2 separate regions of the Mus musculus genome follow, and region 1 is linked to region 2. The links are chromatin contacts, called in public Hi-C maps. All regions are on one chromosome and are shown on one strand. The core of a region is the stretch at or near the end of the contact, and the rest is flanking DNA. Distances in the headings are between cores, read along the strand shown.

The links. Hi-C and Micro-C count contacts between places; a contact is called where the count stands out from the background.
Region 1: a Hi-C map of brain shows a contact between it and region 2, with 6 times the contacts expected there. The contact joins the promoter of Coro2b here to the enhancer-like site in region 2. A contact is called at or near these places in 24 of 39 promoter capture datasets (the 3T3-L1 cell line, 3T3-L1-derived adipocytes, the HPC-7 cell line and 16 more), 3 of 15 datasets of contacts at CTCF or cohesin (embryonic stem cells, hippocampal excitatory neurons and large pre-B cells), 136 of 484 Hi-C or Micro-C datasets (the 3T3-L1 cell line, 3T3-L1-derived adipocytes, 8-cell embryo and 87 more), 44 of 115 datasets of contacts at active chromatin or transcription factors (CD8 T cells, PVALB interneurons, SST interneurons and 27 more) and 5 of 9 other capture datasets (adipose tissue, embryonic stem cells, embryonic tail and 2 more).

What each region holds. Positions count from the first base shown.
Region 1 is chr9:62,533,357-62,538,609 of GRCm38.p6, forward strand. Coro2b (coronin, actin binding protein, 2B) reads right to left here and starts at 3,688. Exons shown (of 12, transcript NM_175484.3): 1 at 3,297-3,688. The coding sequence starts at 3,311. It overlaps Gm39352 (a long non-coding RNA gene), which reads right to left. Exons shown (of 4, transcript XR_870833.1): 3 at 4,925-5,253; 4 at 4,525-4,770.
Region 2 is chr9:62,475,643-62,480,538 of GRCm38.p6, forward strand. All of the region lies in intron 2 of Coro2b (coronin, actin binding protein, 2B), which reads right to left. Among named protein-coding and RNA genes, the nearest start is that of Coro2b, 59 kb to the right of the region's middle. Within about 2 kb of position 1,644, at least 95 of the 459 cell types and tissues checked have an H3K27ac peak or open chromatin away from gene starts, as enhancers often do. A contact at or near this core is called in the C2C12 cell line, VIP interneurons, brain and 23 more, where this site is marked.

The DNA of each region.
Region 1 (5,253 bases), core at 2,438-4,937, 60 kb after region 2:
CACTGTGATCTCCAAGTTAGCCCCAGAGCCTGCAAAGCTCACTACTTCACCCAGTGGTTCCCAACCTTCCTAATGCTATGATCCTTTAGTATGTTTCCTTGTGTTGTGGTCGACCCTCACTCAGCCATACAATTATTTCCGGTACTACTTCATAACTGTAATTTTGCTACTGTTAGGAATCATAATGTAAATATCTGTTATGAGTCTCCAGAGGGGTCACCACCCATAGGCTGAGAACCACTGCTCTAACTCAACACAGCATAAAGGAGAATAGACAAGCCCAGCTGGTGTAAGGGACCTCTTTCTAGACCTACAAGCCCCATTGCTCCTAGGCCTACAAGCCCTACCAACCCCTAGTCATATGTCAATTAAGAGGTAGGCAAGAGATCTGCATACCACCTCCATACCGTCTGGACTTTTCTTCCAGCTCATGAACTTGTACTTTGAGCGCACACGGTTCTGATTCCTTTTACGCTCTGATCTACCTGACAGCGGTTCAGGTGTTGGGACGTAGGGAAGCAACACCAGCACTGGAGGGTCAGGGACTGGATCCAGATAGAACACCAGGAAGGGCAGGCATGAGAACTGAGCATGAAAGCGGTCTGGAGTGCCTGTCACCAGGACGTAGCTCTGGGCTGTCCTAGAGGACTAGTTTTGTAGAAGAAGAGGCTGAGGCGTGGCCTTGACCAGGCATTTCCAGGCTGGGAAGCTGCATCTGGTCTTTCCTTCCACTGTCCCCCAACCCCTTCCATAAAGGAATTAGGATTGCTTGGCAAAACACGTTCAATAGAGATGCATGCATATGGTGAGAAAGGTGTCCTAATATGTCACCAGTGACAGCATGGCTGTGTGGCTGTTGACACTTAGGGCAGATGTCCCTTCACAGCTTCCAAGGCATTTGTGGCTCCCCGAGGAATGGGTTGGGAAACATTGAAAGGCAGGGTGGTCAGTGGGAAACTGGGGCTCAGCTCTAGCTGATCCTCTAGCAACTTCCTGTCTGCTTTGTCTTCTTCATTTTGTGTCAGTCCCTCTGAGAGCTCAGAGCCTGTGACCTCCACCAAACACTGGCCCAGAGGCTTCTGTCAGGGGACACAGAGGGACACCATGACTCTTCCTCTGGAGCAAGATGACCAGAGGTTTATCACTAGTCACTCCGTCCCCTACAGTGACTCCATCTCCCACATTCTTTGTGGGTTCTCCTCTTTAGTCTGTAACAGGACCACCCCCCGGATCACAGTCCCCAAGTATACCTTGTTAGAGCAGAAGACATGGCTCATTGGAACCAACACTTGCCCAAAGCCTGAGGAGAGAAATGACTGGTCTAAGGTCACACAGCCAGTTAGTGGCCAGCCTAGGACACCTAGAGGCCATGTCTTCTAACTCTTGGGGCAATGGAAGAGCCTTGTTCAGTAGGGACTCCCTGTGCTGTACAGGACTGGGGTTGTGCCATACAGGCCTGGCGTAGAGAGAAAACAGGGTTAAAGTGGGGATTTTATTTAATCCTCTGATCTGGCTTAAGCCAAAGCCACCTTGGTTTCGGCAGGAGACAAGAGACACACGGAAGGGTTCGTTGGGGGCTGGGCAGGGAGGTGTCAGAGTGTTAGAAAATAATCCTCGCGTACCTAAGGGAAGGTCTGACAGTGGGCTACGTGGGCCCCACTTCCACCATCTCACCATCCTAGGCCCCCAGACAGTGTCCCTCTGCTGTGGAAGCCCCACACCCAGTCATACAGACTGATGGCTCAGCAGGAGACTGAGACAGACTTGAGGGTAAACCCGAATCCTGCCATACTTATATTAGCTATGTGACCTTAGGCAAGTCACCTCACCTCTCCGAATCTCAGCTTTTTCCTCAGTTAAACAGTTTTACCTTCAAGGGAGAAAAGTTGTCTGAATCCGTGTGCATAGACAGGAGAGGTTGCAGGGTCAGTCCTTGCAAGGTCATCTTCAGCCTTAACACTTATGCTCCCACCCGGCCCATGAATTGCTCCTCAGCCCCCACCTGCCTGAAGCTTTGGCATTTACAATCTCCATAACAACACATCTCTGCCCAGCTGCATTTATGCTCATTTAAGAGCACTAAGCACCCTGCCGCTTGATATAGCTAGCTTGACAAAGTTAAGGCCAGGCACATCCGCCCCGAGCCCTCAGGTTATCATTCTCATACAGCTCCCAAGTCCCAGAACTGAGGGCAATGACAAGGTCTGAAGTGAAGTCCGAGCCGGGCTGAGCAAGTCGCTGGGGTAAGGAGCTTATTAGAAGGGTCTAGAATGGACCGCCCAGCCTTTCTGTAAGGCTTTGACCACAGCAGGCTGCCTGGCCTGCTTGGCTTCTACCTCCTCAGCTGTGAGAGCCAGCTGAGCATCTGGGAAAGATGGAGTCTGGCCTAAGGTGTATAGACGGCCAAATCCACGGCTAAGGCCGATGCCAGGGTGTGAGGTCAGCACTCCAACAGAACCTGGGAAGAGTACAGTTCATACTCTTCACTTGTTTGTCCCACCACTACCAAGGCTCATCTTATCCCATTGCAGAAAAGGAAACCTAAGCCCAAACTAGGCCTAGCCCTTCTCCGTAGAGAGACTCAAATCTGCCTTGGCCCAGGGCTTATCCCACTGCCCCAACGGTCTCTCCTCTTAACTCCATTCTTCCATTGGCAGGGAAGACGTCCCCAAAAAAGTTCTTCAACAAACCCGGGCTCCTGTGACAAGTCCAAGAACCTCTTCCAAACTGGGGTCTGCCAGGATGCCTACCTGCTCCTCTCTGTCACACTCCCTGCCCATCCCACCCCATGCAGTAGAACCTTCCCTGTCTCTGGCAGCCACTCAGGGATCCGGCAGCGCCTCTACAGGGTAGCTTTGGAGTCAGGCCCAGGCTTCTGGGGTAAATGGCAAAGACAGGCAGGTGGGGTTCAGCTCCCTTGTGTGTCTGACTAGCATGGCCAGCCCATCCCTGCATCATCAGCATGGATCCCTCAGTCCTTACGGCGCGTGACACTGAGGGACAGACACCCAGAGCGCCAGCCAGCCCGAAGCAGCTTTCCAGGGGTTAAAATTGCAGCACCTTCCACAAGAGTTAAAAATGCAGTCCCGGGGCGCACAGTGATGTGGTCCACACCGTCCAGGATAGCTGCAAAGGAGCATCCCCTCCCGGCATCCCGTAGTCCCCTGGGGGCCGAGCGACTCCTGGGAGCTGGAGCGCGCGCGCGCGCGCGATCCCTTCCTAAGCCCCTCAAGTCCCTGCCCGGGGGGTTGTAGCACCCGCGGGTCCCCAGCGTGGCGACGATCTGCGCTGCTTACCTTTGTGACAGTCATACAGAAAGCGGGCGGTGGGGCTGGGCGCGGGCGGCGGCAGGCGGCTGGGCCGGGCTGGGGACCGCGCGCTCGGGAGGCCGCTGGCTGATGTCAGCCGCGGCCGAGCATCTATAATAGATGAGGCCGCCGCGCCGCAGGAAGGCGAGGCAGGAAGAAAGGCGGGCGGCGGGCCGCGCGGGGGGCGGGGAGGACCGACCGGGGACTCGCTACAAAGAGGAGGCGGAGGCAGAGGCGGGAGTGCAGTCCGGGCGCCTGACGGTCCCCAGCCCCGCGCGTCCAGGCGCTGCCCCCTCGGGCTCCTGGCACCTGCGGCCGGGGCCGTGGGCGGGGACCCGGCCTTCGGTGCCGCGTTGGCTCCGGGCGCCCGGTGAAGTCACAAGCTGGACGGGCGCGGCGCGCGGCCGGAGATGCCTTCCCAGGGCTGGTCGCCCCCTGGAGGTTCCCAAAGTCCACCCGCTACGGGTCCCGCAGCTGCCACACGAGTTCAGGGTGGCCAGGAGGGCTCGTGGAAGCACTCCTTCGCATCTCAGTGATGAGCTCGCCTAAGGCCAATGTGGTCCATGTTACATAGGAAGTGGCAGGACTTGAGTGTAAAGTACTTAGACAGAGGGGCATTGGGCCCAGTTGGCTCGCCAGACTCGCCCAGAGGCTCTCTGCTTGGTGGCAAGCTTCTTAGAGGTTTCCTTTGCAGATCCTGCGTTCTATAGTTATAGGGACACAGGGGGAGCTCTCTGTAAGAGAGGCAGGACCGACCCTCCTCAAGAGTGTTCACATCACTGGGGAGATGACAGGTACAGTTGCTCTAGGCAAATCCCAGCCAGGTTACCTACACCCTGTAGCAGCTGCAGGAATTTCAAGTACAATTGCCTGAATATGGCCATGCGAGTACCTGGGCAAAACCGGTTTGGACAGATAAGGAGCCGCTGCAACCACAGAGAAGGGAGGAGGGAATGAGGTATTTGGAGCATCTCTCTCTCTCTCTCTCTCTCTCTCTCTCTCTCTCCCCCCCCCCCCCGGGGGTTCTGAAGTGTGCCACCTGCTCTCAGAGTTTCTTCACTGCAGTCCAGTGTGAGCACCTGCCCCGGAGGAAGGTGCAGGAACAGGGAGGTAGGATGCCTGCTCCATTCCGCAGCTGTATTTCTAGAACAGTACTACACACAGTGACAACTACTATAAAGTGCTTTGGCATAGATCCCGATATTTTTATTTACAGTTTTTTTTGTTTTGTTTTATCTTAGTTTTTGTTGGTGTTTTGGGTTTTTTGGGGGGGCATCCCTAAGAATGAGCAGATTTCGTGGGGGGACGTACCTGGTCTGACACAGTGACAGAGCCAGGACTTGTGTCTGTGAGTTACAGAGTTCCTCCACAGCTGCTGCCATCTTTGAACTTCTTCTGCATCTTGGGAAGGGTATAAACACCTGTCCGTCTCCAGGGGCCTTGCAGCAACTTTACTAGGTCTCTAGGGAGAGCAGATGTAGCTTCAGGCCTCAGGCATTGGCTCTGCGCCAGACCCCTCCTAGGTGTAGTCATGCCAGGCCTCAAGTCTTTACTGCCTCACCCCCCCCCCACCCGCCCCAGAAATGCCGGCTTCATTCTCTGAACCCCATCCTTACCTGACATCCAACCACTGTACACTTAGTTCAGAGTCTCTGGGTTGTCTCCACATGGGACAGTACAGCAGGGAGCTAGCTGGCCCCTGGGTATGATTTATCTTCCTGCATGACCCTGTCTCAACAATAACGAAACTAAAGGCAAAGAATGTTTGAGAAAGATACCCATTGTGGACTTCTGGCCATCACAAGCATGTACATAGCACACACACACACACACACACACACAGAGACACACACACACACACTGCATCTCAATGATAGGGTGCTTGCCCAGTATGCATAAGGCTCCAGGAAAAGTTTAATGTCACCAGGAACAAATCAAGGATGAT
Region 2 (4,896 bases), core at 394-2,893:
CTACCAGCCTAGCCCCAAATTTAGTGAAAGACCCTGTCTCAAGAGAATAAAAGGAACAATGGGAATACAGGACACCCACATCCTCTTCTGTCCTCTATACTTTGTATCCGGGTGTGCATCTGCCCACATGCACATATACTAAATAACAACTTATTTTAAAAAGAGATATATGGAGAGTTTTTAATATACTCCAGAAGGAAAAGAATCAGCCTGGCAAGTTGTTCCGTCATATGGCCAGTCACCTTTTTTCTTCACTTAAACCTTGAGCTAACCTAACCCCTCAGTACTATTACCCAGAGAGCCAAGTGTATATAGAAGGAAGGCAAGATGCAGAGAGAACAAGATGTCTGTGTAAAAAGAGCTCATGTGTGCAGGTGCCCCTTCATGCCAGACATCCCATCATAAGCCACACAGTAACATGCTGACCCCTTGAATATCACAGCTTAGCCACATGCTACACTGGAGTCTCCTTGGTGGTCACAAGATGCAGGCTGCAGTAGCAATAGACCTGCTTCACAGAGAAAGCACCAGGTGGTGGTGGCGCACGCTTTTAATCCCAGCACTTGGGAGGCAGAGGCAGGCGGATTTCTGAGTTCGAGGCCAGCCTGGTCTACAAAGTAAGTTCCAGGACAGCCAGGGCTATACAGAGAATCACTGTCTCGAAAAACCAAATAAATAAAATAAAAAACCAAAACAAAACAGAGAAAGCTCAGAATTCCAACCCTGGAGTAGAGGTTCCTCTGAGCACATGAAGTTAAAAAAAATCTTACTTGTTTTCCCATTTATTTGTTTGTTTACTTTGTGTGATGTGGACACCTATGCCACAGTGTGATGTCAGAGGACGGCTTTCAGGAATCAGTCCTCTCCTTCCACCATATGGGTCCCAGGGATTGAACTCAAGTTGTCAGGTGTTTGGGGACAAGCCCTTTTACTTGCTGAGCTAACTTGCCAGCCCACACATCCAAAAAAAAAAAAAAAAAAAAAAAAAAAAAAACTTAAGTTAAGCTATTGTAAGTAAAAAAAAAAACAAAAAAAACTCTGTCTCTGTCTCTCTGTCTCTGTCTCTCTGTCTCTCTCTCTCTGTCTCTCTCTCTCTGTCTCTCTCTCTCTCTCTCTCTCTCTCTCTCTGTGTGTGTGTGTGTGTGTGTGTGTGTGTGTGTGTGTGTGTGTAAACCTTGGGGAAACCTTCCCATGGAGGATCTGAGTGCTTTGCTTTTGAGGATTAAGCTACATGAAGAAGGCTCTGCATCTGGAAACCAGGGCTGTGTGTGAGTAGCCAGGGTTCCAGGTGGCGGCGCTTCTGCCTGCAGATGCTGGTGGGGAAGGGCTGTGCAAAGAGAAGACTCAGAGTCAGTAAACACACTTACAGCCAGGCCTGAAGACTTGAGTTAGATTCCTGGAGTGGAACCCACACAGTGGAAGGAGATGATCAATATCCGGAAGTTACCCACTGACCAAGTGGCCTAACTGGACCTGGGATGGCGGGTCCCTTCCTCTCCAGAATTGTATAAGACCTGGATGACAGAGTTAACATCCTCAAGCCAGCAGACTGGCACTCCCCTCCTCCAGGCTGCAGTCTGGCCCTGGCCTGGTCCACACCCCCACCGCCCTGCAGGGAAGGCAGGAAGGAGGCCCAGATGGCAGGCGTGGCCCAGGCCCCCAGCCAGGCTCACCCAGCTGTCACTTTGGAGAGGTCCCTATCTAGCCCTCCTCCATTCCCTTGAACAATTGGGAGCCAGCCAGCCTGGCCCCAGCTGTTCCTACTCATCGGTCCAGGGTGCGCAAACACCCATGCTTCTCATGCTTCTGGGCTTCGGCTCTCCGGGAAGGAGAAACGCAGATTTCCAGGATGTCAGAGCTAGCGAGACCCTGGAGGACCACCGCACTCACTCTACAGAAGACAGAGCCAGTGAGACCCTGGAGGACCACCGCACTCACTCTATAGAGAGGGAAATTGAAGCCCAGAGGGATAAAGGACTCACCCAAGGCTCCAAAGAACCCGAGAGAAAAGTCAGGCTTTCTGACTGCCAGTCAGCTCTGCATTTTGGGACACGTCTGGGGTGTGGGGCACTGAGACCATCCATGCTACCTTCCCACAATCCTTCATCTAGGGCATCTCTGGCAGTCTCTGTTATTGAGGGATGTCCTATCTGAGATTGTTTCTGGGGCATTTAACTTGGGTGGGTCAACAAACTCATTAACACCAATGAGTTTTCTGAGGAAAATCGAAGGTATGTTTTCTTAAGCATAGCCCTGAAGTCTCATACATTTTTATTTATAAATATAGAAACAACCCTCTGAGATTGGCAGAGGCTGTGACAGTTCCATTGGTAGGCAGCATAAAATATTCAGGTCATATTCTGCTATGGCTTCAAAATACTGTTTATTCTCTCTCTCTCTCTCTCTCTCTCTCTCTCTCTCTCTCTCTCTCTCTCTCTCTCTCTCTCATTGTCAGTGTTAGTGTTAGTGTTAGTGATTGGACCCAAGGCCCCACAAACACCAGGCCTGGCAAGCACTTTACCACTGAGCTATGCCCCTGCCTCTTTTTTTTTTTTTTTTTTTTTTAAGATTTATTTATTATTATATCTAACTACACTGTAGCTGTCTTCAGATACACCAGAAGAGGGCGTCAGATCTCATTACAGATGGCTGTGAGCCACCATGTGGTTGCTGGGCTTTGAACTCAGGACCTTCGGAAGAGCAGTCGGTGCTCTTAACCACCGAGCCCTCTCTCCAGCCCCCTGCCCCTGCCTCTTACCGATCATTTGAATTTCTTTAGCGTACCACAGTGAAAGGTCTACCTTGTATGTTCGTTGGGCTGGTACACATATAATGGCTTCTTGAATGGAGCCTGTTTCTTTCCTTCTGTTCGTCTGGTTTATGCTCTTTCAACTTTGTTCTATGGAAAGCTCTGCAACTTCTTTAGAATGCCAAAGGGTCTATGCCTGATTCCCACTGTGCACATCCCAATCCTTCCTATTGAGGCAGATGGCACTTTAATAAGAAAGGTCCCCGGAGTGCTGGTGCCACCTGGGTGCCTCTCATAGTAAAGGCCAGGGGCTAGGGAAATGAGTGAGTTCATAAAACATAAGAACCCGAGTTCAAGCCCCATGTGACTATTGGAAGTGGTGGTGAGCACCCGAAGCCTCAGGCTAGAGAGGCAGAAACAGGAGACTGCCTGTGCTTGCCGGTCTAGCCTGTGCCAGCCGGTCTAGCCTAGCTCCAGGTTAAGTAAGAGACATGCCTCTCCCCATTTCTATATACATATAGTAGAGAGGAGTTGAGGAAGATACCTGGTATCAACATCTGCCCCCCCCCACACACACACACACTTACTCTCACATACACTAACTAGCTGTGCAACCTCCATCAAGTCTCCCACCTTCTCAGGGCCTTGGCATCTTCACATAAGCTGTATCATTTTAAACATTTTTTCCTCGTCTTCTTCCTCCTGTATTCACCTGAAGACCCACTTGGAAATTTAGGCACAAGTTGCTTAGCAACTAAAAATCAAGGTCTTTGATGAGTACAACTGGGAGGGGGCAGAGGAGAATCTAGAGAGAAAGCGGATGGCTCAGAGCAAGCATTTATTTTGAGAGTCTGTGGATGCCCTGACCCATTCTTCTCCCCCCACAAGTCAGGATAACTTTAAAAGCCTTGGGATGGAAGTGGGGGCAGGGGCCTGAAGAGGGACATCCAGAAATGGAAAGTGCCCCCAGGCTAGCCCTGGCCTGGGTGTTCTCAGGAGAGGCACACAGGCAACTATTGTTCCCTGACAGGGAAGGAACAGGGTAGAAGTCTTGCTGAGGCCTCAGGGCCCATGGGGCCCTGGGAAGATATTCAGTTTCCACCCCACCCGTGTAAAGCCTATGTCACTTTCGTTCCTTGAAACTCTGGGATGAGGAACTGGGGCCGCTGAGGCTCAGGTGGAGTGGGTGGTGAGTCTGTGTGCGTGCATGTTCTCTGTCTCTCTCTTCCAGGGGCTGGGGATGGCCGCCCAGGTGGCACAATTCACTGCTATCTGGAATTTCGTCAGCAACTCCTTTGGGACTCCTGACCTTAGCCTAGTGCATGCTCCCTGGAGAAGATACCGTCCTCTCTAACACCTTTGTAGAGGGACATGGAATTCTCAGAAGGGATCAAGGACAGAATTCCTGGAAAGGAGACAGGGAGTGCCCAGGTGTTCCATGCACTCTTCAAGACCACACACCTCTTGGGGGGTCAGACTGGGACTCAGTGAGGTGCACAGGGAGGATCCTGCGGCGGCATCAGGCCATCTCAGAACAGAGAATCTCCAACTCAGGTCAGATTCAGGATTGGCTGCCATGTGCAGGTTCTGAGAGGCCCTGACCCCACCCCTTTTCTCCCACCCACCCGGAGTTTATCTTGCAATAGGATGGAAGCACAGGCCTGAGGACTGCACCCAGAGACTGCACTAAAGCCCTTCTGTGCCCTAACCTTGTAAGCCAGGCGACCAGGCAGCCACTCCTCAAAGAAGCTCACCCTGCAGGGGCACCACCAGGCTCCTCAAACTTTCCATTTCCAGCATCCAGCCATGGCAGCCATGACCTTGGACCCCTTAACTCCCTCTCTGCAATCCCCCTTGGGACAAAAATGGATTCGCGTGTATGTATGCTTCTCTGGGCGGTGAGTTCCCATGGACAGAGATACTTGGGGACAGTTCCAGTCAGGCCTCCCCTTTCCTGGCTTCAAACCCCACCAAAGCTCAGTGGCCATGGCTGGGAGAGGGGATGAGCAGAAGTCTTTGCATCTCGGTAGCTCCTGGTTATTGAGCACGCGCCGTGCGGCAGACTGGGTGTCAGACGTTTCATTTAATCATCATGACACACTGAGAAACAAGGAACACTAAGGTTTACACACTGGGAAACTGAGGCA